Regions from separate parts of the Capsicum annuum genome. Here regions 1 and 2 are each linked to region 3. A link is a contact called in public Hi-C data. All regions are on one chromosome and are shown on one strand. Each heading gives the region's core, a stretch centred on a gene start, on an enhancer-like site or on the middle of the called end of the contact. The rest is flanking DNA. Distances are from core to core; before and after follow the strand shown. Region 1 holds the start of LOC107842362 (probable serine/threonine-protein kinase At1g54610). Region 2 holds the start of LOC107842579 (cysteine-tryptophan domain-containing zinc finger protein 7). Region 3 holds the start of LOC107842367.

The links. A called contact is a pair of places that touch in the nucleus more often than the background predicts.
Region 1: a Hi-C map of leaf shows a contact between it and region 3, with 2.5 times the contacts expected there. The contact joins the promoter of LOC107842362 here to the promoter of LOC107842367 in region 3. A contact is called at or near these places in 3 of 5 Hi-C or Micro-C datasets (leaf and placenta).
Region 2: a contact with region 3 is called in a Hi-C map of leaf, with 2.3 times the contacts expected there. The contact joins the promoter of LOC107842579 here to the promoter of LOC107842367 in region 3. A contact is called at or near these places in 2 of 5 Hi-C or Micro-C datasets (leaf and placenta).

Annotation. Positions count from the first base shown.
Region 1 is chr1:183,482,476-183,486,153 of UCD10Xv1.1, forward strand. It overlaps LOC107842362 (probable serine/threonine-protein kinase At1g54610), which reads right to left and starts at 2,282. Exons shown (of 7, transcript XM_016686163.2): 1 at 1,209-2,282; 2 at 816-1,100; 3 at 409-726. The coding sequence starts at 1,634.
Region 2 is chr1:183,808,242-183,812,068 of UCD10Xv1.1, forward strand. It overlaps LOC107842579 (cysteine-tryptophan domain-containing zinc finger protein 7), which reads right to left and starts at 1,692. Exons shown (of 11, transcript XM_016686503.2): 1 at 1,108-1,692; 2 at 541-613; 3 at 318-451; 4 at 1-199. The coding sequence starts at 1,230.
Region 3 is chr1:183,669,024-183,672,900 of UCD10Xv1.1, forward strand. LOC107842367 reads left to right here and starts at 1,378. Exons shown (of 10, transcript XM_047408028.1): 1 at 1,378-1,675; 2 at 2,659-2,771; 3 at 3,033-3,205; 4 at 3,779-3,872. The coding sequence starts at 1,498.

The DNA of each region.
Region 1 (3,678 bases), core at 1,032-3,531, 190 kb before region 3:
TTTCATCTCTTACATCCCTTTCTTATTCATGTTAAAAAATTCTTTTAGCAGTTCATTAAATCTTGATCCAATCAAACAAAGCGACATCTTTCATGAATCATCCAAAAAAGGGTGTGCCACGTAGCAGCATAAAAATTTTCTTTAGGATTAAGGGGGATTTCATGAGGACAGAAAATTAGCCAAACGCAAAAGAAAGAAACATCGAGATGTCAATATGGACTATAAGTTCATCTAATTGTCCTCTACCATAGTTGGAGGGAAAAAGCTTCTCTTTAACTAACAGATGCAGAAGCAAACAAATGATTTAATGCAACCAACAAGCAAGGGGAAAACGAAAATCTTTTCCCTTACATCGCGCAAGACCTGTCCCTGTCAGATTGTTTTGACCAACAAATTTCAATACCATACCTCTGTACGACCAGGCATAATGGGTTTCCCAGCTAATAGCTCAGCTAAAATACAACCAGCGCTCCAAAGGTCCACACCAACACCATAGTCTGTGGCCCCAAGAAGAAGCTCCGGGGGTCTGTACCATAATGTAACCACGCGACTAGTCATGGGTTGCTTTTTATTGGGATCATAGATTGACGCCAAACCAAAATCTGCAATCTTGAGAACTCCCTCACTGTCAATTAAAAGATTTGATCCTTTTATATCACGATGCAACACATGACGGTTATGACAGTGTTCAAGCCCTGCTAATAGTTGATGCATGTAACATTTAACCTACAAATGATAATAAAGAAATAATATAAACAACTTGGAAGCCCAACATTTGAAGCCATAATTCAAAAACAAACTAATATAACCCCAACCTGAGCCTCTGTGAACTTAATTCCAGGGCTTGCAGCTAGTCCAGCTAAATCATGATCCATATAATCAAACACGAGGTACAAACTACAAGACATCCTTGACGTAACCAATCCTTGCAATGTAATAACATTCGGATGATCCAAGCGGCGCAAAATCAAGATCTCTCTTGCCATAAACCTCACACTCTCTGGCTCCAAATTATCAAACCTAACCTTCTTTAATGCAACAATGTTCCCCGTGAGATTATCTCTAGCTTTATACACATTGCTGTAAGTACCTTGCCCAATCTAAATAGAACAATACAACATAGAAATGACAATGAATAAGATATTAATCAATCTACAAGACGAAAGTCGAAAACTAGTAACTAACAAATGAGGTGAACAATTGCTTGCCTTAGCCAGCTTCTCAAAAGCATCCGCCCTTCGCGGGATCCATCCATTGATAGCCTCTCCAGCTACCTCAGAAAGCCATGACGGCCATCCAGCGGCTACTTGCTCGCCGTGCACATTCTTAGGTGGATTGCTCAGCCTTGGATTAGGTCTAGACCTTCTCCTCTCACCCTTAGGCCTTGCATTGTCATCCCTTTTCTCATTCTTCTGATCCCTACCATTCTTAACTTCACCAACATCACTGCCTCCTCCTCCTTCACTGCCGCCACCGCCACCGCCCTCCGCCTTATTTACAGTTCCTACTTTCTCTCTCCTACCAGAAGGTAGGACCAAATCTCTATCTTCCCCATTTTCTCTCCTTCTTCCAACTACAACTTCTCCAGTAGGTGTCTCAGATGATGAAATCTCTTTCCCAAAAACACAGCCCATATCCTTCTACAATTTTAACCTTCATTTCTCATCAGACTGGAAAACACCCTCTTCCCTCATTCAAAATCCCCCACATACAAAATCCCACATGCAATAACCTCTAATATGCAAACTTCACAAGAAAAAAAATTATCAAATGGAGCAATATTAAGCTTAAAAATGTAAACTTCACTAGAAAAACAATCAAATGGAGCAAGATTAAACTTTAAAATGTAAACTTTTTGGTAGTTCAATAAAGCAAGAGAAACAATTGGGGCTGCAAATTAAATGGTTGTTTAAAAATGCAAGAAACAAAAATCAAGAATCTGAAGTAGAGCAATTAAGGAAAATGGGGTTGCTAGTTAACTAATGTGATAAGTGGAGAAAGTGAGATATGATAATTGAAGAACCCTAGATATTGTGCCCAAGAAAGTAGAAGCACTAATGATTTGGAGTTAAGCCCACCATTTATGGCGGTCAAAAATGGAGTTTGTATAGCTAGACTAAAGAAGAAGAAAAAGAGAAGGAAACAAAAGGCAAAAATGCACAGTAGTAAACTTAATGCTAGTGTAACTTTATTGCACTTCTTTTGTGGGATTGAAGATCCAACTTACACATTAAAGTTTCAAACTACAGTCCCACATTTCCACCTTAAAAAAATGCACCTCTCTGCCAAGAGTTCAAGCCCTTCAAATTTCGAGAGTTAAAAAATACTAGGAGTAATAATTTTAATTAATAAATATAAGTTTTATACATTTAAAAATTACTAAATAAAAATATTATAAATAATGATAAATAATAATTTAAAATATACAGTAAATTATAAGTAATCACAAAAATATTTATTTAACTCTTAAATTTTAAAAATATTATATATATATATAAGGTGAAGCGAGTACTTAGTATGGAAAAATATCTTTTATTTTTTGGCCTTTAAATACAAGCTTATGTATTTAGCAAAAGGGATTAGGAAAAATTAGTCCTGATGGACTATGTGATTGGCATTATATATATTGTGTCTAGTTGGCATTTTTCTGAATAAAAATTATAAATATATACTAAGCAAAATTACAAGTTAGTGAGAGCATTAGACATCCTTGTAGTCCAATCATGTCGACGAAATTACGATTGCAAATCATAATTTGTCCATCATGTAATTTCTAGAATATTTTGTTCATACTGTATCATTTATAAACACCGGAGAAATAATTAAAATTCTTAGCCTATCAGAAGTACATTTAATGTACTACCGTAGTACCACTTGTTCCTAAATCAAAGAATTAGATCAGAGACGGAGTAAATAAATTTTGATCTGCACATTTAAATATTGCATATATACAATATAATATTAATACAATAAAGAAGAGATGAACCCAGCTACTGAATTTTTTCCTGCCGCTGGTCTTTTGGTGGCTGCAGGTCAAAAAAGCACCTCTCCTTTTTTTTTCTCCCTAAATTCTCTTTCACTTGCTTTGTTTTTCCTTAATTTAGTATGAGATGGAAATGAAAAATGAAAAAAGAAATTGAAAAAGAAAATTTTATAGTTGACAGAAGTAAAGTTTCAGAGACGGATAAAACGAACATAAAAGGAAACAATTCATAGAATGTGACATTTCTTTCCCTCTTTTGTAAGGGGTGCAAAAATTGAATCGATTAGTAAATCAAATTAATAAAAATTTTAGTAATTCATTATTATTGAGTTAATAATTTTTTAGTGGTTTCATATATATTCAATTTTCTGAACTAACATTCAGTTTAAACTTGAAGATTCTTGTAAATTAAAATTCATAATATAGGATTTTGATTGCAATTAAGATTCAATTTCTTTTCATGTTAGTTGCTACTATTTCTATTTTCTGAATATTTTCTTATCGATTAAATAAAAATCGAATCGTTAAGGACTAAAAGTCATTAAAAGAATATCTTATTGATTTAGTTTTAGCATATTAAAAAATTAAAAACCGATAAATCAAATCAATAATACATAAAATCGATCGATGCACACCCCTATTCTTCCCCCCCCCCCCCAGAAATTTATGCACACCCCTATTCTTCCCCCACCCCC
Region 2 (3,827 bases), core at 442-2,941, 140 kb after region 3:
GTGACTTAATCATAGAAACTTCATGTTTTGCAGGGAACTTATTAGATTCTTGAGCAGAAAAGCATGAATCTTGTCTTGTGGAATCATCCCCACAAAACACCCTTGAATCATGCAAGGTATGACCATCGCGAGAACCAGCTGTACCATTCCTCCGAGTTGAAGGAGGATCAGACACAGGCATTGAGTTCTGAGGAGGTCCCTGGACAGAAACACAACCACCAAACAGAAGTTAAACTAAGAGTTCCCAAGTTGATAAAAGGTATGGACAAAGTGTTATTGCTTCCAAGTATTCAACAAAAGACAAACTTTTAACATACCTCAGAGGGAAAATAGTTAGGTGATCTTGATTGGCCTTGAGTTTGAGATATCTGTGGAGTTCTTGGCTGAGATAGAATTGAAGGGGAGGGCTGAAAAGTCTGTAAAAATGAACCATACCCACCAAATTTTGCCCCTGCCAAAAATAAAAGAAATTTAATCAGCTATTCTAGAGATTTAAAGCTGTTAGCTATGATCAATAGTACTTGTTACCAGACTACTTACCCAAATTCTCAGAAGAAACGCCTCCTTCAAAATCTTTCTGAAAATGACCCAAGACACTTTGAAGCTTCTCATCCTTTCACACAGAAAACCAACAGTTGTACTGTCATTGTTTTGTAAAATCTATGCCAATAACTACTCATATTGTAACATACACTTTAACCCCAGTATTGCAGAGTGAGACGCGGAGGCAATCTGAGAGAGGATTTTACACTTTACTACGCAGAAATGGTCCAAAAGTTCACCAGCACAACTAGAAAGCAATATCTCTAAAACAATGTCCCAATGATGTCCATTTTTCCAGTTCTATTCCCAAACCCAAAAGTTCTCTTTTATATGCCAACCATAATTATTTGCCTGATTCACTACATTCTTTACAGAGTCACGGAACCATCTATAATGAATTTGAATTAGTAAATCCTAATCTCTTACTCAGACCATTGATAAATGAAACCAAACTTTAACTACAAAAGGCAAAACTGCAACCATATTAAGGCACTAGAAGAATTGTTAGATTTTGAAAACAAATTGAAAAAATAGGAAAAAAAAAAAAAAAAAAACAAGTCTTACAATGTAAGAGAGGGCTATGTCAGGGTCAATGCTTGTATCCTCAGCATCTTTGTAGTGACATGCTTCTCCTTCTTCAAGTTCAAGTTCTTCCATCATCTCCACCCTACTATTTCCCCAACTCATAAATAACAACCCTAACCCCAAAATTCCCCCAACTTTTTAGCCCCAAAACCCTTAACCCTAACCACCTATCCTAAAATCCAACATACCAGTCACAATTCAAACATCCAACTTCGACCCATTAAATTACTCAGAAAAACCCTGAAAGGAATTTCACAGTAACCTATCCAACCTTCAAAATCATAAACTACCATTGAACTTGTTGATCATCTAGGTATATAATATAAAATTCCAAGTTGTTTATACAAAATTAAAACAGCAAAGTACTTTCAAAATTAAATGTTAATTAACCCAGGAAGATGGGTATTAGAAGAATCTAACAACCCAAGTGAGCGATCGAATAAATTCCCCAAATGTGATGTTCTTCTTCTGTTATTGTTGATGTGTATACCACAGGGGTATAGAGAAAAAAAAAGAGAAGAAGAAAAAAATGCTTTGTTTTTTTATTTAATTTTTTCCCTTTTTAGGTCGTTTTCTTTAGTTTTTCCGTCTTAATTGCATTTTTTTATTTAATCTATTTTTATTTTTCACTCCAAATTATTTTCTGACCAAGTGGTGAAATTTTCCAAAATTTTAAAAATTTGGGGGAAATAATTTTGTAATGGCGCGTCGAATGGCGCGTTGCAATGAGCGAATTGGTAACAGCTGTGTGAGTACAAAATCAAGCAACGAGTCAATGTGTCCAGAATCTACTATGTATTTACAATATCAAACATCTCTACAACGTTACTTGTTTTAATATTAATTTATATTATTAAAATAGCGTGCGTTTCTCTAAAATCAAATTTTCCAAATTATATTTTAGGAAACAAAAGGCTAAATTTACTTTTCTATTTTAAAAACTCAATTAAATATATGCTTTATTTTACATTGAGATCAAATTTATCCTTGTTATCATATTTTAGGACTAAATTTATCATTATTATTAAAAAACTTTTCACCTGTATTTCTTCTTTAATAAAAAAGTCCAAATTAACATTTTTAAGAATAACACAACCTAATCTACTTATTTGATCCAATCCGACACAAAAAGACACAAATAAATATACACAATGTTGGTCAATTTTTTTCAACAAAATTATACCACTGGATATTTATTAGTACATTCCCACAAAATGGGATTTGGAAAGGATAAAGTGCACGCAGTCCACACCACTACCGTAGAAAGGTTGTTTCCAAAATAGACCCACGACTTATGATAGGTAAAAATATAACAAATAAAAAATATAAATGCACACAACAAAACTATAACACACTGCTAGATAATAAAGGAAACAAGGCACCCACAAAATAACACTATAAACTATCTATTCAAAGTCATAAACATCACTAGAACGCTATGAATAAGAAACTTCGGGCACAGATACAAACCAAACACTTATCCCTACTATCACGGTCAAACTCCTACCCTCTACCATAATTTGGGTCCTCTGCACGTTCCTATCACGGGTCATGTCCTCCATAAGCTGCAACTGTTTCATATCATGCTTTATCACCTTCCTTCAATATTTCTTCGACCTACCTCAACCCTGCCTAAAATCATCTACAGCTAGCCTCTCACACCTCCATACTGGAGCATCCGCACACCTTCTCGCCACATGTCAAAACCATCGCAATCTCACTTTCCGCATCTTATCCTCCACCAAAACCGCTCTCACCTTCAATTCATGAATCTGCATCAGTGTTGAGCTCATGAAAAAATGACGCTTAGTGATCAAATGCAACAAATTAGGCGCATCTGGTATTTCTATGTATTATTGAGTTAAGAGGTTTCTTTATGTATCGCTCATGACATCTCTTTATTTTTATATCTCTATACACAATTTGAGTTTACACAATTTTTTCACATGTCATTTGCTCAAAAAATTTATTCGCTGATTTTACAATCTAAACGCATACAGTATTGCATACCAAAATTTAAAATTTGAACATAACTAAAACAGAAGCAGATTTTGTACTAGGCATTTTCTCTAATTTCATGTTATTGTGTTATCCCACTCCACTTTATTATTTGTTCATTTGTAAACAACCTATCAACGTTGTACGTTGAGAGAAGTATATTTGTTGTTGAGAAAAATTAGAGGGAGGGGTATATTTGTTTGTCTTTTTTGTGAATCGGGTTGGGTAGGGCGAGTTGATTAGAATGTATTTTATTTTTAAACACTAAGTCGTTTAACATTGTTTTGAACTTTTCTGCTAAAAGAAGGGTACATCAAGGGGAAAATTAGCCTCAAAGTGTGACAGCAATGGTAAACTTAACCCCCAAAGTATGACAAATGGTATATTTGATCAATTTTCTAAAGTAGAGGGATATATTTGATCTTTTTTCCTACATTTTATTTCACTATAGCAACAATGATATTCATTATAACAATACAGAGTTTGCAAAATTATTTCTCTATAATAGTCACACTCAAATATGTAATAATATTTTATAAGAAATAGTATATAGAATAAAATACTAAAATATTTATGATAATATCATCATCAATACTGTGCGCGTAGTAAACTTTAAGTAAAAAAAATTATTTAAATATTGTCTATTGGTTATGTCGTAAAAGACTACAAATATTATTTTTTGTTGCATTCATACTATCACA
Region 3 (3,877 bases), core at 128-2,627:
ATTTTTATAAAATAATTTATATACTGATATAGACTATTTTAACGAAATATTGACCTCATGTAGATATTTATGTGAAAATTTTAATTTATTTTATTAATATAGAAATATCTAAAAAAAAATTGGATGCTAATGTTATTTGCATAATTAATTGTTGATATTCATATGTCTAAAAGTAAGTATAAAGTATGATTTTGTAAACCCAAAATTGATATAGCTGATTTTTTTTTTTTCAATTTATACGAGGATACTATAATTTATATGTGTAATTAAAATTATTTTAATCAACACTCTTATATATATTATAAAGTAAAAAACTTCTTACTATAATGATAATTTTAAGTAACTTTTTTTTTTTTTTTATAAAAGATGATAGTTATAAATTTTCAAAATACGAAAAATTACATATCACATTAAATAAATGAATTTGATAGTATCAATTTTTTTTACACTAATAATATATCACTTAAACTCATTTAATTATGTATCACTTCAACTCATTTAATTTTGTATTTTTCTACTCTATTTTTCTGAGTTATCTTTTATAATTTTATATTGTTTTATTATGAAAGTCAACATAGGATATGCTTATATCAACAAAATTAATTCTTATCTTCTAATAATACATTATGTTATTTATTTTTATTTATAATATTACGTAAAGAAGATTATCCATTTTCTTATTGAAAATATTTAAAATAAGTATAATTTATGTAGAATTACATTCCTATATTTATCATCTTATTACCAGTTGATGTCATTTAATTAAAATGAGTTATATAAAATATAACTTAAAAACTTATTGAATTACAATAATTTTTACCACGTTAATCTATGTTAATGGTTATCTTTTTGTTTAAATTGCATATTTTATCATCATATATCTAAATTTACCTTGAAGCTTTTTTGTAGTACTAAGGGGTTATTTGGTATAGGCATGAGACAGATGAAGTTAATTCACGACATTAGTTATCTTATCACATATATTTATTGGACATAATATTAAAATGAGTATAAGTGCACATAAATTTTTATTTTTAATTGTGGAAACTCAGAAAAAATAAATTATAACTTATAATTTATAGAAATAGAAAGAAACGTATCGTAAAGTGAAATTCATGTTATTAATTGTGTCGTGCTTTAAAAAAAATGTATTAATCTTTTTTTAAACAGTTGAATCTTTATAATTTAATTTAATATTACAATGTTGGGCTCGTAAATAAGCCTTTCAATATATTTAGTGTTATATATATTTAATGTTGTCTTGCGCATCAAAATAAGGTAATTCAATTCTAGTGTTATATATATTTAATGTTGTCTTGCGAATCAAAATATATATACATAGCTATTTAAGGTAATTCTAAAAAAGATTATTATCAAATTCTCTTCTAATTTGCTATATTTGTGAATTTTTGCGTCGTTCAATTGGCCCAACTCAAAACGGCTTAGGCGAAACTATAAAAACATCATCACCGTTTTTCTCCTCTTCATTATCCATCCATGGCTACCATTACCACTGCAACTTCCAGAATTGGAATTCTATGGAACAACTTGGAAGCTCCAAAGCACCACTTCTTCAACACTTGTACAAACTTGTCATTTTCTATTTCAATCCCTAATTTCAAGTTTTCGTCAGTTACAATGCCACCCAATTCCTTCCGAGCCAACGCTTCCTCTGGTATCGGTATTCTCTCTCACACACAATCACATTCTCTTATTTGCGAATTCTGGCTCGACTGTGGTTTTTATTTTATGGTTACTTGTATTTTGTAACTTCTAGTTATTACTCTCGCTTTTCATTTTACTGGGTCTCTTTCAGAAAATACTTATTTCAATTTACTTGTCCAATTTATGAAATCAAAGAAAAGTTTATCAGTTTCTTTCAATACTAACCTTATTATTTGCATATGCACTTGTGATTGTCATTGTATAACTTGGAAGTGCCAAATAGATTATGCTACATATGCAGTAGTCCATCTTCGGTTAATTTGAACATGTGCCATAGAGATTATGCTAGATATGCAAAAATTTGTTGCTTCTCATTTAGCTGCTGCATTTACTTTTTCATTCATTAGCTGTCAAAAACTAGGAACTGTTTATTTGACAAGAAAATTCTTGGTTAATTGGATCACATCTGGTGGATTATTTGTAATATCAACTTAGTTATACTATGAGTAACTTCTTTGATTGTGCTAATTTCCGTATCCAAGTAACTCATGAATTATTTAGCGTGATTCCAATATTGACTCCACAGCCAATAGTCCCTAAAATGTATGACACCATTTCATTTCTATGCTACTTGCACAACTTTCAAAAATTCAAAATTCATTAGAATGTTCAAAATTTAAATTTTAATTGTAGTGTCTCTGTCAAGCTAACTGTTCGAGAATTACATCAGTATTTTTCGTTCACTTACTATTGTTATCTTTCTCAAAACAATTCCCTTACTTTCACTAATATAACAAAAAATTCAAAGTACATCTTAAATTACGTGTCTAATCTAATGGTGTTATAGAAATGGGACAGAGGGGTACTTATTAGCAAAAGGTGGTGAATCAGTGTTCGGAAGAATGTGTACTGTTTTATTCTTTAGATATATATCTTCACTAAAGTTCAATTGTCAAGTTTCATTTTTTTAGTCTTACTTATTGGTTCCTGAAGACGCTCCAAGTGAAGAATTGGAAGCTTCTTCAAGGGGGGGCATTGGAGCAAACGACTTGTTAATTGTAGGACCTGGAGTTCTTGGACGTTTAGTGGCTGAAAGATGGAGACAGGTACATCCTGAACTAATATTCATATGATTTCTTTGAGAAGTGGGAGCCATCTTACTTCGTAACCTAATTAAAAATAAACATGAACATTTATTTCTTGTTTGTTAAATCTGATCTGTGACGGAAATGTTGATGATTCTTTTCTGAAATTGATATTAGTTGTATGAGTTTCTGTCTTACTAACTGTGACAGACTGGTGATTTGCTTAGTGGAGAATGCATCATATTGAGACTGCTAAGAGTTTTGGACCCTTTAATGTGGCAGGAATACCCAGGCTGTCAGATTTTTGGGCAGACAATGACCACCGATCACCATGATGAACTTATTAAAATGGGAATTAATCCATCTTCGAGAGAGACCAAGTTTTTGTCTAAGTTCCCTTATGTTATATACTGTGCTCCTCCATCCCGTACTGAAGACTACCCTGGTGATATTAGGTAATCTTGGCAGTTCTTGCAATAGCTATCTCTTATATACTTAGTTTCAAATATTTTGGGGTTCATTAGGCATAGTGCATGGTGTGTCAGTTCTTGAGTAACAAGAACATCAAGATGGGAAATTCTGTTAATATCTCACATAGAGAGCACAAATGCTTTTAAATACTTGTGTGCATTAATAACAAAATTCTTGCGTGTTTAGTAAAACTATTGTTTTGTTCTGAAATAGTCCCTCCTTTCCTACTGATGTATGATTGCTGCAAGCATCCTAGCTAGTCAGTAGCAGTAAATGCTTTACGTAGCAGGCAGCTGCATGAGTAGTAGTGTACGTTTTCAAAATCATGTGTATGGGATGATCAGACCAGTCTTCTGATTTGGCTCTGCTATTCTGGGCAGTAATGGTAAGCAGAAAATTTAGGTTTAATGATTCCAAACATTGTTATCATTTGTCAGCATTGTTTTTCTTCAAATTCTCCGTGCTGACTTTGATCATATTGATATTATAATTTGATTTGATGCTACAAATCCAGTGCCACCTTGAATTAATTTCTATTTCACACATCCAATGAGCAGGGATGCGTCATTAAGATGGAGTGGTGAAGGTTCTTTCCTATTTACCTCAAGCTCTGCACCATATGACTGCTCTGATAATGGACCAGTAGATGAGGTGTG